Linked DNA regions of Mus musculus: region 2 is linked to region 1. A link is a contact called in public Hi-C data. All regions are on one chromosome and are shown on one strand. The core of a region is the stretch at or near the end of the contact, and the rest is flanking DNA. Distances in the headings are between cores, read along the strand shown.

The links. A called contact is a pair of places that touch in the nucleus more often than the background predicts.
Region 2: a contact with region 1 is called in a Hi-C map of cerebellum, with 1.6 times the contacts expected there. The contact joins two enhancer-like sites. A contact is called at or near these places in 5 of 484 Hi-C or Micro-C datasets (brain, cerebellar granule neurons, cerebellum and 1 more).

What each region holds. Positions count from the first base shown.
Region 1 is chr16:41,743,891-41,751,130 of GRCm38.p6, forward strand. All of the region lies in intron 1 of Lsamp (limbic system-associated membrane protein), which reads left to right. Among named protein-coding and RNA genes, the nearest start is that of Gm46551, 100 kb to the right of the region's middle. Within about 2 kb of position 1,336, at least 55 of the 459 cell types and tissues checked have an H3K27ac peak or open chromatin away from gene starts, as enhancers often do. A contact at or near this core is called in brain, cerebellar granule neurons, cerebellum and 1 more, where this site is marked.
Region 2 is chr16:42,012,405-42,019,360 of GRCm38.p6, forward strand. All of the region lies in intron 3 of Lsamp (limbic system-associated membrane protein), which reads left to right. It overlaps Gm52229 (splicing regulatory glutamine/lysine-rich protein 1-like), which reads left to right. Exons shown (of 1, transcript XM_030249356.1): 1 at 1-6,956. Among named protein-coding and RNA genes, the nearest start is that of Gm52229, 51 kb to the left of the region's middle. Within about 2 kb of position 4,752, at least 12 of the 459 cell types and tissues checked have an H3K27ac peak or open chromatin away from gene starts, as enhancers often do. A contact at or near this core is called in brain, cerebellar granule neurons, cerebellum and 1 more, where this site is marked.

The DNA of each region.
Region 1 (7,240 bases), core at 86-2,585:
CTTTCTGAGTTTGAGCTATCCCTGTGTAATTCTTTCCAGATCCACTCACATTACTACAGATTTCATAGTTTTATGTTTCCTTATAGCTGAATAAATGTCAATGTATATGTGCACCACATTTTCATTATCTATTCCTCTGTTGATGGACACAAGCTTCATGTGTAATATGGACACAATTCAGCAAAAAGTCCAAGAATTTGAAAGCTGGCCTATTTGAGTGTCATTCAATCGTTCTGCATAGTACAAAGACATGCCACAAATTGTATTTCAGAATATCTGTTGTGCCAACATATTAGTCTATTTTTAAAATTATTTGTTTGCAACCCAGTTTGGTGGTGGATTATAACATAATTTTCCCAGCCCCTGGGCTTCTCAGAATCATTATTGTCATTTTTATGCGGTCTTCAAGTTTCCTCAATGTATATTGTAGTTACAACATTCTACCTTTTATTTACCTCCAAATTAAAATAAAATTATGAATTATTATTTCAAAATGACCATTGCACTTCAGAATTGAAAATAATGACAAAGTTCTGTGGGGGTGGGGTGGGGGTGGGAGATGAATAACCAAAAACAGAACTTTTGCAATATCAATATTGTGAGATCAGGTCCTTGTATTTCTGTTAAATGTCAGACAACTACAACTCAAAGGAGAAAGAAATGCTAAATTTTATGACTTGGAGAGTCCTTGATTTTAAGCTCAGTTATCGTGTCTGAGAAGATTTCTTTCTCTTCTAGTTAGACCTCACAAAAGGATTCTAATGCAGTCAAGTGTGGTGCTTTCTTTATGACTGAATTGAAGTGCCAACTTTTTTTCCAATGGTCAGAGCAACATTTCTTATTTAAGTAAATAAATAGGAGGTAAACAAATGAAGGAATGAAGAACTGTCCCAGGCTGCTGCCCACGTCCCAGACTGGCCCCCTCAACCTTCCACATAGTTCTGTTTTGCCAAGTTCTTCCTTCTTATCTTATAGGTAGCATTTGGTCACTTCATGAATTATTCTCTCTGTATGTTCTTTCATTCTTTCTTCTTGCTCCTAACATTCATATCCCAAGAGAAGCTAAAATGAAAAATGAATGAGTCTGTATTCTCCAATCCTTAGAATCTTTGAACAGACTTATAAAGGCACCAGAAAAGCTTCTATTCAACATCCACTACAGGAAAGAACTGAACTATGGTTAGACAGAGTGCTTGCGCTGAAGCAGTATATCTTGGAGGGGCAGCTCCAAGGTGTCTGCTATTATGTTTGTTTCTAACAGCCAGGCCCAGTGTGTGAGCCAAGAGTTGTGCAGGTGCCAAAGGCCAGTCAGCACTTCCTTGCCTGCGCCAGATTGTAAGCCCAGTCCTTTCAGGGGAGAGTGTGTGAGCCAGTCAGTGGGAGTATTTTTTGCTGTTCACAGAACACTGTGTTCTGCCTTCTGGAGCGAGGAGGGCAGGAGCACATAAATCATGCATCCGTTAACATTGTTCTGCAATGTGGAATTCATAGAGGTCACAGGATATCTGTTAGTCACCTGCACCTGGTAATTTACTGTCACTCCTATTCTGGCTCATTTTTCTCCACACTGCTTCATTACTTCAGGACTGCCTTTTCTTATATGATAAGTATAATCTTGTCCATCATTTCTTAATTAAAATATGGCTTCACAGTTCACTACAAGTTCTGAGATGTTTGTTAACGGCAGCTACCTTTGCTATAAGTTTCAAAGAAATGATTAAAGGTAACAAGGAGAAAGAATCGACTGGGTACTTTAGCATCATCTGTGCTACAAAGCTTATCAGTCCATGAGCGTACAGCACAAAATTAGGTAGACATGTTGGGGGCAGTTTAACAGTTTCCTTTGCTTGCTAATTTCTCACTAAAGTAGCTAAGGACAGTCCAGTTGAGAGGGAATTCTCTCTAGTTTTGAGTTCAGCAACCATTCACAAGCATATTAGACATCCATCAAAACCCAGTGAGGTTCATTTAACCCAATTGTTTAAGACCAATGCTCATCTGATACGAAGCCATTCCTTGCCTCTGGCAGCAAATCTACTCTACTACTTAAAGAAGAGAAGAAGAAGAAGAAGAAATGTTTCCCAAACTCTCCTCTTCTGAGGCTGAACCAGCAGAAACTAGGATTGATTTTCCTGGCTTGAAAATGGCAGGTGCTGTACAGACAAACTAAGATCTTTGCAAACCACGTTGGTAGCTCTATAAAGCTAGACTGATGCTGTAAACCCTTCGTCTGGAGAGGGTATGGAACATGTGATGATTTGTGTCTATATATGTTAGGTGAGAGGAATTACTCAAATTGCCCTAGTACAAGAACAACATGGTCTCCTTACCCAGAGAGGGTATCATCGTGGGTGCTTGAATCCTCCTGTTTACCAAAGGCTAGTTTTACTACTGTGTTTCCTCCTATCCATGCATATAACAACATAAGAAAAACATCAGAATTTAATGACATAATGTAATAAGAGATAGCTGAATGTTACTATCTCAAAATGTCTCACACTGTGATGTTAGGAGATGATACAGTGCCTCCATGAGACAGTGTGGGGTGTAGAACGCAGTCACTGTGATGCAGCATTGGACTACTTACTACTTAAGGGTTACATCACAATTCTGCACCAGTCAGCCTGATAAATGTGGGGACTCCTAGATGATTATTGAGGGAGGGATCTTTGTGACCTGGATATACTATGGTTGACCACTTGAAATGGAAACTAAAGGAAGTAAAATCGCAGATAAGGGGAGACTGCTGTACAGATGGCTTTACTAAAAGAATGCCAACGTCGTCGTTAAATCTAGGGAATCTAATTTTGCAGTCTGTGGGATTTAGAACAGAAGGAGAAGGAAGCGTCATATGGTCACACTCACTACTGGCTTCTTGGAAAACTGCTACCCGGTGATGCTAGTGAAATGGCCCCCCAAATATGGACTAGCCGTGGAATGTGAAATACTAATTTTAGCTTTTCAGAGATCGTTTGAAGCTCCCCCGCCTCTCTTCTACTACAATCAAAATCCAGACTGAAAATTGTTACTTCTTTGTATGTTTCTCCAGATTTGCTCAGTTCACGTACCAAGACCTGATCCCTAACTTTGAACTGTGAAACATGAAATAGCTCCCATCCCATCAGTTGTTGGAAAATTTTAACGGTTGAAAATGTAACAGAGGGGTATCTGAACCTTGCAGTTTAAAAAGGCAGGCTTTCTAGGATGTAAAATCCATAGAACACCAAATATATCCATAGAACCAGTTTTAAAGATATTGTTAAGACACAAGAGTGCTGGAGAAATGATATAAGTATCTATCTGAATATAGTAGTTTCCACCTCTATGACCAGTAACCAAATTATATAAAGACTATATATTTTAAAAGAAAATGATTTTGTCTTTTACTCTGTCCTTTTCCCTGCCAGCCCTGTTTGATTCATTTTTCCTATGAAGCCATTTCTGACTTCTTCATTCTACAATGAATCCCCCTATAGGTTACTCCTGTCTCTCAGAGCACCGAACCTGTTAGTCTCTAAATGCTAACTTCCAAGTGGTTCTGTGTGATGTCGCATTTGCTTTTCTGTGCATGTATTATCTATCTGAGAGGCCATGGGCTTTCTGTTATTTCTATGGCCTTTAAATAATCACATGAATCCTAGGCTGACCCTGGTCCACATATTGATTGACTACTGCTTCTTTTTAAAAATACAATGTCATCATTGTGCACTAATTTAATGAGGCAGTGACCTTCAGTCGAAACTGGGGCCTAACTTTAGAAAAATCAGTATGCAGGCACGATGAACTCACATCTTGTAGCATCTGCTTTAGACTAGAAGGATCAGAGGTCCAAATGTCTCACTCAAGCTCTGTCATGATCAGTGATGGGACTTTTCAAGACCTTGTAGAGAATACGGCTATCAAAAAAAAACGTTGGTCGATTTAATTAATAATAATATAAGAGCCAATTTCACAGCTCATTACCCCAAGCAGGCTAGAACACAGAAGTTGAAGGGAGGCTCACACACACACATGGGCGTTGCTGCTTTTGGTCTTGATGGTGACCCATAGCCAAATGGACAAGAAATGTCCTTTTGCTGTGTGTCTTCAGCAACTAATCATTTGTGTCTACATTAATTCAGGCTCAATAACATAGAACAGAGAGAAAGTAGGAAGAAACAGGAACCCCACCCCCTGGTTTACATCATTAATAAGGCCAGGGATGCTTCAGGTTCCTCCTCCCTCTCCCCTCCCTTTCACTTTCTGTTTCCTTTAACTGAAGGCAATTCATCTCATTTTAATTAATTTTTACTTGCAGCATTATCACCCTGAGTATAAAGACAAAAAGTTTTTTTTTTTTTTTAATTACAAAGCTCACGGCATTAATTACTAGTACAGTAAATGCCTAGACGCACAAAGCTCCGTGCCTTCCAAGGAGCTGAAGCAGCAATTGGTGAACATTCCAACAGTTGGAAAAATACTTAAGTCACAAAGGAGAAACCTTTCTGCAGTTCTAATATGAAGGCTGTCCCTGCACCAACTGAGCCACTGCTTAATTGAAGGTGACATGGCTGATGAACTAGAGACAGGACTATTGCATTAGAGAGGACAGGTTATTCATAGAGTCACTCAGGATTTCCTGCTGAGGATACAGTCAGGAACAACAAAAAAATCTAACAAGTTTTGAAATATATATATAAAATCAGCTGCACTAATTTACCATTATTTTATATCTGAAATGTCAAATGTCCTTCTTTTTACTCTTTTTTGTTGTACTAAATTATTAAAAAAAAAAAGGCTCTGCACTCAAAGCTGAAACAAACCTGTGGCCTGATATTGTCAGGAACTATTCATGCGAGTTCATGTTTTCAGAGGGTACCATTATGGCTGAAATTGCATAGTGATATGGCTCTGCATTGGTGAGATTATTGACAATGGCTTGTTCACTATATGACCGTGCACCATGAACAGAAGATGGGGCCTGAAGCAGAGCTCGGTTATAACTCTCAGTAGCCTATCTTCAGTGACACATGGCCTGATACTGGCCAGCATTGAGTGTCCTCAGAATCAGTATGTATCCTTATTAGTCAATCATTGACATAGCTACTTTACACAAGAACTTACAGAGGCTCTATGGCCCAAGCCCCTGTCTGTGTTTGTCTTTGACTGTAGTTAATGTTTGACCAAAAATACCTCAAGGAAATATCCCTACCACATTACAAGAGAAAGATGAGAACAATGGATGGCTGTGAGCATCCACTTCTGTATTTGTCAGGCACTGGCAGAGCCTCTCAGGAGACAGCTATATCAGGCTCATATGTAGTAGAGGATAGCCTAGTCTGTCATCAATGAGAGGAGCGGCCCTTTGTCCTGTGAAGGTTCTATGCCCCAGTATAGGCAAAAGCCAGGGCCAGGAAGCGGGAGTGGGTGGGTTGGGGAGCAGGGGGAGGGATAGGGGATTTTCCAGAGGGGAAACAAGGAAAGGAGACAACATTTGAAATGTAAATAAAAAATATCTAACAAACAAACAAACAAAAAAGATGCGAACAAGCCGACTCCCATCTCTGCCCTAACATGCCTATATTCTTTTGCCAAATGATCTTAAACAATTCCACACCTCTGTCTTTCAGTAACATCTCCATGACTTTCTTGTATGTCTAAACATTTTCATAAACCTACTTATAATCTTCATTCTTCCAACAATCACTTCACTGTCTGTAATTCAGTTATCCCCTTTTATACTTTTGAGTCAGTAAATGCTCTTTCACTGGGATCTTTTAATGAAATCTTGAAAATATAATGGTACCACATATAAACCTGAAGTTACTTAGGGGGGAAATGAACTTGAGTCATAATTTCTAGAGCCTTTGATGTACACAGCTTAGAAACGCCACCATAGCCACACATCCCTGATCTTTCCAGGTTTTCCACAGGACCACCTAGCATGGGAAACACAAATAAAACATATTACTCTTTATTTTACTTCACTGTTTTATTTTATTACTGGGTATGTATTGATTTTTCAAAACTCCCTATGTTAATTACTTTTCTCATTGATATGACTATATACCTGACAGACTAACTGAGGAAGGAACTATTCCTATGGGCTCTTCTTTTATTTTTCCAGAGGCTCCCATTATGGCTGAAATTGCATAGTGATGTGGCTCTGCATTGGTGAGATTATGACAATGGCTTGCTCACTATATGACCATGCACCAGGAACAGAAGATGGGACCTAAACCAGAGCTTGGTTATAACTCTCATCTGTCTATATTCAGTGACTCATGTCCTAATTGGTACATCCTATATCATCTAAAAACACCAGCACCAGTACAGACTGAATGTTAGATCCATGGGCCTTAGTGATACACTTCTAATTCAAAGTAAAATACCAACTATACTCCCAATAGTACTAATATTTCTTAAAAGTCCAATCCCATCAGATATGATATAGTGTAAGCACTTTCTTTCTAAAGGGAAGAGTGAAAAAATAGTAAGGCCGGGGTGCATTAAACTACTGAAACACAGGCAGACAAAAATCAAATTCTATGTTTCATACTTTATATCTAGAGCATATGGTGGTGTGATATGACACCCAAAGGATTTCAAGGAGGCATGCACCTACAGTTTTGTAATGTATAGCTCACATGGATTCTCTTTTGAGCTAACTAGTTTCTGTCATGCCTACAGCTTTCTTCTGTACTTGAGCGCTCTCTATCTTTCTGATATCTCCATTGCAGCTTTGGCCTCATGTATCACTCATTTAGGACATGCCTACAGAGATCCTGACCCTAGCCCCTTCTTTAAGCCTGTGAGAAAGTTTCCACATTCTCACACTTATATTTGCCACTACTGCTAAAACAGTATCAGGTGCAGGACACTAAAGTTGGGCAACAGTTCAAGAATTATATACAACCTCAAAGACGATGGTTGATGCAGTGTTTGATTGCCTGGGCATGGTATAAAGTTGTTTCCTGGGCACCCCTGGGCAAAAGGGCTACCCCAAGGGCTACTATACCATGCTCTCTTCTCAAACCCAAATGTTTCAAATAAATTTACTTCTTTATAACCTTGATGGGTGAAATGGAGGGCAATTGCCAAGATGTCCTCTGTGAAGTTTCTTGCTATTTCAGATCCAAGAACTTGGGTTCTTTTTAAAGGAACTGATGGTCTCTTGAGAAAGCATATTATTACGTGTTGCAACACTCTTTCTAGCACAACTGGATATCTGTGGGGTTTGTTTCTAATTCTCTGTAAACCT
Region 2 (6,956 bases), core at 3,502-6,001, 270 kb after region 1:
AATAAAGTCCCATAACTTTTTCTAAAGCTTTGCAATTTTGTCTTGCATTTATATATTTCAATGGAAAGTACTTGATATTTTCTGTATTGCGAGGGTGTGAGTACAATTCTATTTGTTTCTCCCTAGAAAACTAAAGCTAGTAGTTTCCATATAATTTGTCTCCATATAATAGTTGGATCTTTATTCATTCATTTAAAGGGCCAGCTCTGTCATGGAGAAGATCCCCTATATGTCAAGATCTCTTTCTAGGACTTAACTGTTTCTAAGTCAATCTATATGTTCTTTATATGTGTTAGTATACAACTTCCTGATATTTATAAGTAGACTTGTTAGCAAATAAATCAAGACCCTTGCTCATACCTTTCTGCTTTATATCATGTATTTTTGGTTGTTACTATTCTTGGCCTCTGGGTTTTACAAATAAATTTGAAGACTATGTCTTCTTAAAGTTCAGTTTGTCAAATTCAGTAGCACTAGGGAAAGTAATATGAAATCAACTGAATAATTTGAACAGAACCCACACATATTGGGTATTTTTATTTGTGATAACAGTAGACTTTCCATCTGGTGGTGTGTCTTCCTTAATGACTTTAAATAATACTTCACGATTTTTAGGTAGAAAAAATATTCACTTATAATCAAGATGTTCAGTGTTGAAGATGGAAAAGAAAAAGGAAATTGAAGAAATAATAGTGCCTATAGATAAGCAGAGCCCTCATCCTTGGTAATTTAGTCCCTGACTACTCTATTGCTCATAATTTATTGCAAATTTATTAGACCTCAGTAGCTCAGAAACCTAGTAGCTTATGGATGATCCTCTAATTAGTGGAATTAGAGGATGAGGCTGTTTCCTTTGATTAATTGGCACATGTGGAGTCTGGGTGCCCTCTGAGGCCCACCATTTGCATATTAAGTTACCACATATTAATGTGCTGAAATCCAAAGGGCTAGGGGCCCCATCTACCATGCAAAGGCAAAGTCCTATGGATCTAATTAAATTATCGTGTTCATGCCCCCTTCTCTTTTCTACCCACCCTGAGACAATTTTCCAAGGAGTAGTAACCCTAAAGTTAAAAAGCAAATAAACAATTTGTGTGCTTGTAGCAATTTACCACTTGCAAATTCTTTCCACATATAGTATCTTCTCTCGCAATCCTCTTGGGGAAATACAATTTTACTCCCATCTTTCTAGTGGATCTTGAGATTGATAGGTGTCCCAATTTACAAGGTATTAATTGACCAAGCTGGGATTCTGACTTGGATCCTTTTATGCCAAGGTCAGAGTTGTCTTCACTATCCCATGTTGATGTGTTAGAAATTTATCCCAAATGTTATAATAAAAATAGGAAGAAATATTACTCTTCTAACACCACCATGTTTTCCAGAAACCAATTATTCTCATTGTTTTGGTGGAAAGAGGAAGGTTAAATGTTAAATGGAACCAAAAGAAAAAAAGCTTTATTTTGTACAGGAAGGGAAAGCATGGTATTAAATGAGAACCAATATGCATACAGGAGGTAGTGATAATTCTGCATCTCAGGATTTCATACTAAGACGAAGTGGCTACTTGATTGCAATTCTAGCGCAAATGTCAATTCTGTGCCTGAACAAGTTGATCATTAAGGTCTCTTTTTTAGAAGACTTCTTAAAAAAAAAATGCCACCATTTTGCTGGACCAAAGAACTTTGCAGGCCAGTGTCTCTTCTGAGCATGTCAGAGTGGAGACATGAAGGAAGGGAGCTATTTTAGACAACAGGTGGTTCCAGAGGCCAAAAACTCTGCAGCGGTCTCCTCGGTGGCGCTTGTCACAAAGTATATTATCTTTGCTGGGTTGGAAGGGGAGAATATATTTGAAAGGGTTTAATAAAGGTTCTGAAGGACTCTCTTGGTATAAATACCTATTATTCCTGTCAGTGCTACTTAAGAACAGCAGGAGGGGCGCATTTCAAAGGGAAGTTCTGCATCTATTCCCAGGAGCCCAGTGGATCCACAGCTGCCCAGGTCCTTAAGCAATCTGTAAAGCTAGCCTCCAGAAAGGGAGGGGCAGGAGCATCAGGAACTAAGGCTCTCCTTTCTACTGTAGGGTATTCGTTGAGGAACTCTTTTGGGGATTCTTCTGGTCCTTTTTCTAGGGGCTGAGGCTCCACCCCATCAGCAGCAGGAAGGTGGGGGGTTGGGCTTAGTTAGCTACCTGAAGGGTGACAAAAACTGAATTTGTTTCAAGCCGGATTTTTTTCTGAGTCTCGAAAAGTGAAAAAAATACTGTGTTGTTGTTGTTGTTGGTGTTGGTGGTGGTGTTGGTGGTGGTGGTGGGGTGGTGGTGGTGGTGGTGTTTTCATGATTTCTTAAAGGAAGCTTCAAGCTCACCTTTACAAAAGCTGAAAAAAATGAGAATGGGTCGTGGCCTCCAATCTGGAGGAGGATAGCCAACTGGCTGTGATCTGCCCGTTATTTTCGGCTGCCTCTCCTCACTTTAGAAGGCTGAAAAACACATCTGCATAGAAATGATAATATGAAACGGTCTTATGAGAAAGCCCTGTTGCTTAATGGCCTATATCTTGCTTTTCTCTACCCTGCTCACCTCTCAGCATCCTGGCCTCCTGGAAAATAGTATTTGCCTCTTGGTGATGCTCCCTCCCTTGTCTTGTTAAGCTGCTGCCGCAAAGGAGAGCCAGGGATGGATGGCAGACAGGTTTAATGTGGCTTGCACGGAGCAGTCCAGTTTTGCCGGTAGGAGGGCCACAGCTGGGGAGATATTACCCAGCTCTGGTAATTGACATCAGCTGATCAAAGTCACTGACCTGACAGCTAACGGAGGACCTTTCTTTGATCGCTGCTTCATTTGGGGTGCAATTGATTAAAAACAGAAAAAGCTGTCTGTTCATGTCCTTTGTGTTTGCTTTTCCTTCACCTTTGGTTCCAGAATGCTCAGGATAGTATTTTGGCAGGTAATAGTTTATATCATAGAAAGCTGATTGATAAGCTTCTAATTATTTTTTCCCTGGGGGAGGGGGTGCAGAATATAAGAGTCTGCAGGATCAGCTCAATGGCAATACCAGCAACATGCTGGAGATGCCATTACATCCCCTCCAAGAGGAGGGGAACAGGGACAGCACTCAGGAATTGCTTCCTGCAATATGTCAGCTGAGAAAATAAAAGCACCGATTTTGGGGGCCTGCCTGAGAGATCTCAGCAAACGCCAAAGCATTGCTTGTAGAGGGAGAAGTGTGACTCCAATCTCCAGGCAATGCCAGGTTCTGGCTCCAGTGGGTAGGCAATGGCATCCTTTGGCTCCAGTGGGTAAATAAAAGCTGTTATGCTAACTTGTGAATTCTCCAGGGTTTACTAGCACTGTGGTAGCGTAGTACCACAGTCTGGGCTGCTTAAAGAAGAGGAAATTTAGGTAGGTGATGGTGGTAGTCATGGTGATGGCACAGGCCTTTAATCCCAGAACTCTGGAAGCATAGGCAAGGGTGTCTCTGAGTTCAAGGTCAGCCTGGTCTACAGAGTGAGATCCAGGAGAACCAGGGCTACACAGAGAAACTCAAAATACTTAGGGGAGATGGGCGTTAAAGAACATCTCACCTGATTTGGATGCTAATTTTTCTTGGGTCCTTTCCCACCTGCTTGCAAATGGCTTTCTTTTCCAGGCATCTTTACTTGTGTTTCCTTCTGTAGACCTCAGAGTCCACATTCCCGCATGGGAGGGTAGCAGTTACCTTGGAGGAGGGTCTCCTCTGACTTCCATCTTTACTTCATTAGTCTTGAAATAGCATATTCCAAAATACAGGGATTCAGTGTATCTCATAATAAAATTATGTCTGGGCCATTTTTCAGCCAGTCAGCGTGACCCATACCCTGAAAGACCACCTGACCTGCCTCCCCACTCCTTTGCCACCAGAACATTGTGTGATCTCTCTTCTTCTATAGAGGTTTTACCATTGGAATCCTAATACAATTTTTATGATAGATATAATAATAGTACCCAGTACTTGTACTGACAGCTTTAAAGCAATATTTCCATTCAGTGAGTGCCTACAGTCTAGCAGTGTGAACGAACAGCACTGCCTTGCATTAGTCAGTTAGGCCTCATCACAAGTCTGTGAGGTAGACACAATTCTAGATGTATAAACTCAGGCCCATCAGGCATTTTGTCCCTGGGTGAGTGAGATGCTCTGTTTTGTGCATAGCTAACATTCATGTTCTGAACGTCATCATTTTGTTGTATCAATCAGCCATCATCAATTTACAAACCTCCCTATTTTCCAAACATATCTTCATATAAAGTCCATTATAACATCAAATATACAACATTAAAAAGGGACTCTGAGCATCATCACCTATCGGTTGGAAAGCCCTATCCTTACATCATACCTAAAGTCTTTGTACTGCCAGCCCCTGGGCCCTGAGTACATTGACCACTGTCTCGTGTGGTCTGATTTTCTTTTCCTCATTATGAGCCCTATATGCTGTCTTCCTTACAAGAAAGAATCTAAGAGTAAAACTCACATTTTCCCCTCCACAGAGCATTGTGTGAAGCCCTTGGACTTGATTCTTAGTGGCATCTAGTGATAGCAATGAAAGAAATAACTAGGGCATATTAAATGTGTACCATATTCTACATTACCATTAAGGAGCCACAGAGAGTCTAGATCAGGAGCCAATTTCTGAGCCCTTGTTCCGACCACAGGTGTTGTGTGTGAGGGAAGTGGAACTGGCCAGTCATTAGGCACCCCTCCAGGTACTCTGCAGGGTGTTGTGCGTGGGCCTTATTTATTCCTCTCCACAGACTATGGGGAGGCCTGCACCCTTGGCCTCACTTCCACCAGCTTCCCCTGACAAGAAGAATGTCCAGAAATTGATCTCACTCAAGGGGAAAAGCTGTATCATTTAGAGACAAAAATAAGAAAATGCGTTTAACGCTTCAGTTGCTGAACCCTGTGCAGAAAAACAGCCTTCGCAGTCACCCGTCTGCAGAAGCGAGTCTGCCGCAGAATATTATCTTCCCATCCTCTCTGCCATATGTTCAAGCAATCTGTGTTCCCCAGCCTCTATTAATACACCAAGTCAGAGGCAGTGGGGTTCAGTGGGCTAAGCAACAGCCTGGAAAATTGAGGGGTGTGAGTTCTAATTCCATCCCACCCCTTGGCTTGCTGGCTGACCTTCAAGGAAGTCATAGCATCCCCAGCTTGCCCTCCATCTCCTCTTCATGTTTCCCCCAAGGTTTACAATGTCTGAGCAAAGGGAGAAGAACCATGGACAGTAACAGATTCAGGGTGAAATTGCACAAATGCCTCTGAAACTTTTAAATGTGTGCCATTGCGGGGGGGGGGGGGGGACACTGTCCTAAGTTGCCATTAAGAAATGACCCCTGAAAGTAGTCATTGGCAACATAGCTATAAGGTTGAACCTGTATTTAAGTTTGTTAAGATTAACATCACACCATGCTACTTACAAATAATTGTTACCCTCATTGATCTTCATTATATCAGTTTTATATTATTATAAAATTACCAGGCAAAGAACTTGGCAACCCAAGAACATATGTAGCTGTCCTCAAATTCTCCATAAATTTAAATTTACTTAAAAAATTGAATATTAATAAATAATAAATAAAATATAAGCTTAAATATGTGCATGTCTATAAAATAAAAATACATTCACTTCAAAACTATAATAGGACCAGATTGGTTATTGCTACATTTTCTGACAATTTGGTCCTATCCTCTCCCATTCAGGGATCAGAACACCTTCCCTCTTCTGTTACTCCATTCCTAAGAAAGCTAAAGTGATGGGCAAAACACAGGTAACATAAAGTTAGTAGACAATGATGTAACATAAGAAAATGATGTAGGTACAAATGGAGACTGTATTATTTTTGAAAGCTATTTTGCAAAAATAATCATCATATCTGTTTTTGCTGTCATTTTAAAGATTTCTTTTTGTTTTTGTTTTTTTTTTCTGTTTTTACAGACAATAGGGTTTTTTTTTTCATGCAATATATTCTAATTTTGCCTCCCCTTACTTCAACTCCTCCAAAATCCTTCCCTTTGTCTGCCTCTTGTTAGAAAACAACCCGGTTTTTAGAGAATAATAAAATAAAATACAACAAAACCAAACAAACAAAGATAGGACAAATATCTTACAGAAAAAAAAATCACAGAATAGTCTTCCTTTCTACAAACCAAATTTCAAAGATAGCACAAGGACTTTAAGATAACTGGCTGTTGAGATTGTATTTAAAGTGGAACTTCCAAGAACAAGAAGGCTTTGAAGATGGGGGATGGAGGCAAAGGTAAATGGTTTTCTACAAGTTTGAGGCCAGCCTAATATACATGGCAAGTTCCAGACTAGTCAAGTCAGAACTACATAGGAGACCCTATTTCAAAGCAAACAAAAATGGTGGGCTTTATGTCTAGAAAGCCCTGAGAAGCAGCACAATAGTAGGATGGCTGCTCTCTCAAGGAGGCTGTAGGGAAATTAGAGTTGAAAGGATGAAGATCCTCAACCCAAGAACACAGTTGATTCAGAATACACAGAAGGGACTCCAATCACTGATCTCAGTCACCCCAGCCTCTTGCCCAGTCTTTCCTCTGGTCTGATTGTAAGCCTCTTACACAACTATAGGGAACTGCTGTGGCGGAGCCCTCAAACACTTCCTAAATGTTATCATATAGTACAATAGGTGTAGGTAGCCTGAGTTTGACAGGGGACACCACTGTGAGCCTGTGATATGCCTCAGTTTGATTGTTTATCTTCAGTGTTAACTTAATTTTTATATGAAAACTCTAATCTTTACTGTTGTTTGTACTGTTTTTGTTTGGGGGCGCTGTTTGTTTGTTTGTTGTTTGTTTGTTTGTTTTTCGGTGCTTGGGTGGAAATCTGTGTATCAAAACCCAGTGCCTTGTCATTAATATTAGTCAAGTTCTCTACTGAGATCTCCACTCCCAGGTGCC